2 separate regions of the Zea mays genome follow, and region 1 is linked to region 2. Evidence: chromatin contacts called from public Hi-C data. All regions are on one chromosome and are shown on one strand. Each heading gives the region's core, a stretch centred on a gene start, on an enhancer-like site or on the middle of the called end of the contact. The rest is flanking DNA. Distances are from core to core; before and after follow the strand shown. Region 1 overlaps LOC103655564. Region 2 holds the start of LOC103653756.

Region 1 (2,983 bases), core at 49-2,548, 230 kb after region 2:
CAAATATAGGCAGATTCCATGGCACATGTTTAGGATATACATTAAGGAGTAAAATGACAATGGATCCAACAAATGATGCCTCAGTGTTGCACATGAAATAACATAGATAGATATGATTCATAATATGAAAGATGATACATCATAGATAGATATGATTCATATTGTGAATGATCCTCTCAAGTCTTATAGCATGAACCAAGAACCTCGAAGACCTCAAATAGTCAAATATGAAAGGTAGAACTACTATAAAATGCCTTCGCTATTAGCATGTTTGGTACTCTGTGTACCGTTAGATTCTTGTGTTTGATTACTGTACTCAAGTGTTTGATTACTGAATCATCCTCCTAGATGCCCTCTTTGTGACCAAGAGCCTGAAACCATCAACCATTTTTGGGTTTCTTGTAGCTTTTCCAGATTATATTGGTACATCACTCTTCGGAAATTTGGGCTCCACATTCTTGCCCCTCTCCAAGATGACACAAACTTCCTGCGGTGGTGGAAACGTATTGCTGATATTGTGTCAGATATGATCAAGAAGGGGGTAAATTCACTTTTGATTCTGGGAGCCTGGATGATCTGGAAGTTCAGAAACAGAGTGGTGTTTGACGGGTCTCCCCCCAATATCACTACAATCTTAGAGGCCACTGCTGAGAAAAAGGGAGAAATGGATGGTTGCAGGAGCTAAGGGTCTTTCCTTTTTAGCTGCTCCCAGTACCAATGTCAGAGATAAGTTGTATCTTTTAGTTGTGTATGGATTGTTTCCTTTATGCTTGTTTCTGGCCTCCATAAGGAGGTCCTGTATTCGGGACCTTTCCGACCCCTTTTTCTTCTTCTTACTTAATAAAATGAGGCGCAGTTCTCCTGCGTTTTTCGAGGAAAAAAATTTGTACTCAAGTGTTATGGGCCTTGGCGCAGCCCATATAATTCCTTTTCTAATATATGCAATACACAACCCACATTGTTGGGGTTAGGGTTTCCAATGTGGTCCCTAGCTTGGTTCTTTCTCTCCCTTCCTTCCCTAGCCGCCACCAACACCTAGCCGTCTTCGTTGTCGCTAGGCCGTTGTCACCTGCCCGTCTCCTATGGCCGACACGCCACCTCCTTTTCCCTCATCCCCTCCTCTCCCAACGCTGGGCCACAGCGGTCGCGCCCGTGCCTTCCTCAGTGTCGAGGCCGGCCTCCTCCGATGTCACGGTGGCTGGGCTGGCCGCCAGGGCCCCGCTCCCAGCACCCTTGCCCCTCTACGCCACCTCTGCCCCGCCTATCCTCCCACGTCTGGCGCCGTGGCCGGCCCAACCACTAGCGCCCCAGTCCTAGCCACCCCTGCTGCGGCCCTCTCTGGCCTAGGCGCCACAAGCCAGGGCCCAGGCCTAGCCGACCTCGGCCACGTGCCTCTTTCGTCTACGCTCCTGCCCTTTGATGTTGTCGTCGCTCACTCCACCTTACCCGCAGCCCTCACCACTGTTAAGGCGGTTGTTGTCGTCGTTCAGGACGCGAACATGTTGCTTCCTCGCTTAGGAGCACGAACGCACCGCGGCGGATGCCCTCACCCGTCAGATGGCCGACACTGACCGTCACATGCTCGGCTCTCCCTGCATCAAGCCCCTCCCTGTGCCCCGTGGTAGCCCCTCTTCATAGTACAAGATCGTCGTCATCGCCAACCTCCATGCACAGGCGACAGGTGTCCAAAACATCCGCTCTCTGGTTCTCGTCATCCTTGACCCGACTTCCTCCACCTACACCCGCTAGCATGACCTCGTCCTCCTCACGCTCCAACACTATGCCTTAGACGACCACGTCCTCGCCGACATCGCAGCCCTCGCTATCCCCTTCTGGTGGCACATGGATAGTGTGGTCCTCTCATGGATCCTTGGGATCGTCACTGTTGAGCTCCAAGATGTTGTTCGCAAGCATGGCGGCACTGACCGTTAGGCCTAGTTGCCATCAATGAGCAATTCCTCGACAACCATGAGGCTCGCGCTCTCCACCTCAATGCAGCCTTTCGGACCTTCGTCAAGGGAACCTCTCCGTCACCAACTATTGCCGCCAGATGAAGGACATGGCGACCTCCCTCTGTGACCTCAAGGAGCCCGTCTCTGATTGCACGCTCATCCTCAACCTTCTTTGCAGCCTTTTTTCTCGAAAAACGCAGGAGAACTGCGCCCCATTATATTAAGAGAAAAGATGGATGGGGCCCCAAGAGAAACCCCGATATAAAGCGCTCCTTATGGAGGCTAGACACACGCATACATAAAACGATCCATAAGAATGCTAAAAAACTACACCCCTCCAATAGCGACACTAGAGCCAACTAAAAAAGAAAGGCCCCTTGCTCCAGCCACATGCCATTTCTCTGTTTCCTCATTAACAGATTCCAACAACGGGAAGAGACTTAGAGTCACACCATCAAACACCACTCTATTTCTGAGTTTCCAAATCATCCAAGCCCCCATAATAAGCAAGGAGTCCATATCTTTCCTAGTCCAACCGGACACGCAGCATATAAATTGTGTCACTTTGAATAGGAGATAAGCAGTGAATACCAAACTTCCGAAGGATGTTATACCAGCACACTCTAGAGAAGACACATGAAACCAACAAGTGGTTAATGGTCTCTGGCTCTTGATCACAGAGGGCATCTAGGAGGGTGATTCAAGCCTATTCTCTCCACTCTGTCAGCAGTCCAACATTTATCATGTGCCACCAACCATAAAAAGAATTTGCATCTGGGTGGAGCCCATAACTTCCAGATTCTTTTATGATGATCAAAAGGAATTGAACCAGCAAAGAGGCCATTGTAAGCTGAGCATGCAGAATAGTTACCATCAGAAGCAGCAGAAAAAATATGTTGTCCTCAGTGTTAGGTTGCAGCACAATACCAGAAAGAGAATTCCAAAGATGAAGATAGTCAGTTAGTACACCCACAGTCAAGGCCCCTCTAATATCAGCAATCCACCCTCTATTAGGCAGAGCATCCTAAACA
Region 2 (3,108 bases), core at 24-2,523:
CGTGTGATCTCAGATATGCATGATGCCACAGCAAGTCTAACATTTGAATCAGCATGGCCCAGCAGCTCTTTCTTGACCAGAGCTTCAGTTGCTGGGCGAAGAGCATTTGATATGCTTTCGCGAGGTGACTGCTCTACTTTAATTAAACATTCCTCAACTTCCTGCATGAACAAACCATCAACCAACCTGATGACTTCATACGATTCGAGGAACAAGCTTAGGTAGGTCAGTTAGCAAGATCAAAGTCTTCATATTTACTCAAACAGTATGAGTACATCATTTCCAGTAAACCCTAAACCATGGCAAATTGCTCTGTACAGTAAGAAAAATGAAACTAAAAAATGCTAAAATTATATTAAAGCATCAGTTTTCCTGGTTCCACAGTTTCCACCGTCATCGTGCCCCTGCATTTAAATTGAAACAATGCTAAAATTATATACAAATGGGGATTTGAACCATGGTTGTTGACTCCAAAACCACGTTGGCGTCCACCTAGCCAACAAAACACAGTGAATAAACTAGGATAATGCAAAACTAGAATCCTATATTAGTCAAAAACCTCAATCAAATCAATAAGATACTAGGAGGCCAACACCTCCAGTTTCCTCTCAAACCAAACAAGACCATAAAAACTACAAATAAAATCGTCACGGTTTCAATGTCCAATAGATAATTACTCCACGTTTGAACTCCAAAAAATATAAAATTTAAGTTCAAGAAGAAGCCAAGTCTCAAAAGACAACATAAAAGGTAAACTGGTTCCAAGGAAATCAGATAACTCCTTGTAGCAACAGTCCAGCATGGAGAACACACATCCTGTTTTGTTGGAACAAAATAAATTTACAGATTTCATAGCCTGGAAGACAACTTAAAGCAAATCACCAGGCCTAGTAGCATTTCATCCGCGACCCAACCAATCATGGCGAACAGGTAAGGGCACGACATTCACTCGGTTCCTACTAATGCCAAATCCAAACAGCCGTAAGCGCGCAGGCGAATACGACACATCATAGAAGCGCAGTCCTAACATATGCATAACAATCAACGGGAGGAGAACAAGAGCTAAAGGAGGAGCAGGCTCACGATGAGGAGGTTGAGCAGGTCCTCCGCGTCGTCGGAAGGCGCCTGCAGCCGTTCCCCGACATCCCTGAGCCGGTCCTCTAGCTGCCGCGTCTCCTGTTCCGCGGCAGGATCCTCCGCCATTTCCCGGACAGATCGAAAGCGCCCGCTCTAGATCTATCGCTGCTAGGGTTCCCCCTCGCGAGTCGCGACCTCGCTCGGCGTCGCACTCGGCGTCAGTGCCGTCGAGGAGCACGAGAGGGGTTTAGCGGTGGAGCGGTGCTGGATGAGAATGAGATTCCGCAGTGGGTATTCTCTCCTCGCCCCCCGTCCCTCTCCTCGCCCCCGCGCTACGCGACGAGGTTTCGGTGCGCGGGCGGGGGCTGGTGCCTTTGTGTTCGTTTGTGGTGTGGCTAGTAGGGCTCGGGCCTCGAACGAGCCCAGCCGAGACTCTTATTTGAATTTGTTTTTATAACGAGTCGAGCCGAGCTAAGCCGACTCGTGAGCCTAACAAAATTGATCGATTTATAGAATAATAATGAATATTAGATAATTTTATGGATAGTAGTTTATTTTTTAGTCTTTGATGATAAATATATTGCAAGTTATAATTAAAATTACTCATAATGTTGAATGATGATTCTATATTTTAAATTTATATAATGTTAATTCACTAAATAATACAACAATAAGTACCAGAATATAGCTCGCGAGCCGAGCCTCTTTCGTGAGCTCGTGAAATGGACGAGCCGAGCTCGTTCAGGCACCGAGCCGAGCTCGGCTCGGCTCGTTTCCAACCCTAGTGGCTAGGGAGTTATTTGGCATTGTGATACCGTGAATGTAGACGTTTGCTACTCTGCGATCGACCTCGTCGCTAAATCTTTTATATCTACTACTTTATGGGCTGATTGGTTCCCCGGCTGGCGCGTGCATAGCTCGAGCGGGCCTAGACCTCCAGAGAAGTTCACTCTCCACATCTCCAGACGTGCAGGCCAGACAGTGAAAAATGAGCTAAACTGCATGCGCGCATGCAGGACCATGGACAGGCAACCGAACACGCGTTTGTGCGCGGTCAATGCACGGCGCGAGCCTACGCGCGTGGGACACGGTAACCAATCAGCCCCTATATATGATCTATATGATCCTAATGTGGGTGTCCACATGCTTCATCATGCCCTCGCCACACTACCCTCTGTCGTCCACACCGTCGTCTGCTTCACCACATGTCCGTGCCATCCTCTCCCTTCCCAGATCACGGCGCCCGCGGTGCCTTCCATTGTCGCCCGCACGCGCGAGGCATCCTCTCCCTTCCCCGCATCGTGGCGCCCATGGCGCCTTCCATCGTCGCGCGCGTGGGAGCTTGGCCCCGACATTGTTTGCCTCTGCTGCAATTAGGGATGGCAACGGGTACATACCCGTCGGGTAGTACCATTCCATACCCGTACCCATCAAAAAAAATTCTACCCGTCGGGTCACCCATATATACTCGCGGGTATAAAATCTTACTCATGCCATACCCGCGGGTATTTTTACCCGTCGGGTAACCCGTACCCGCTAGGAAAGTCTTAATTCCAATATATCAATCACTCAAAATATTAAATAAACGTATAAAAACAACTTCAGCTTCACATATAACAAATCATATGATTACATAACTTGGTATCTAGACAAATGATAGCTAGAGAAGGGTTTTATTTTAGTTAAGATGGGCTCTATTAGATGGTTATAGTTGTATTGATGCGGGTATATTTTACCCATGGGTAGACGGGTATGGGTAGTTCCAACCCGTACCCGTCTACCCAACGGGTAGAGGTTTTTACCCATTAACATACCCGCGGGTAGAGAAATCATCCCGTACCCGCCTTCATATCGGGTAAAACCCGTCGGGTATTCGGGTTTCGGGTACCCATTGTCATCTCTAGCTGCAATACCCTCCCTTCCCCAAATCTCGGCGCCTTCCATCGTCGCCATGCATCCGTGCGTGGGGCATTCTCTCCCTTCCCCGCATTGCATCCACAACCCATGCCCCAGTCCGTGACTGCCCCTGAC

Evidence for each region. Hi-C and Micro-C count contacts between places; a contact is called where the count stands out from the background.
Region 1: a Hi-C map of endosperm shows a contact between it and region 2, with 4 times the contacts expected there. The contact joins the enhancer-like site here to the promoter of LOC103653756 in region 2. A contact is called at or near these places in 4 of 25 Hi-C or Micro-C datasets (ear, endosperm and leaf).

Annotation. Positions count from the first base shown.
Region 1 is chr4:142,666,968-142,669,950 of Zm-B73-REFERENCE-NAM-5.0, forward strand. All of the region lies in intron 8 of LOC103655564, which reads right to left. Among protein-coding and RNA genes, the nearest start is that of LOC103655564, 25 kb to the right of the region's middle. Within about 2 kb of position 1,299, at least 2 of the 20 cell types and tissues checked have an H3K27ac peak or open chromatin away from gene starts, as enhancers often do. A contact at or near this core is called in endosperm, where this site is marked.
Region 2 is chr4:142,438,682-142,441,789 of Zm-B73-REFERENCE-NAM-5.0, forward strand. It overlaps LOC103653756, which reads right to left and starts at 1,274. Exons shown (of 14, transcript NM_001382833.1): 1 at 1,084-1,274; 2 at 1-161. The coding sequence starts at 1,203.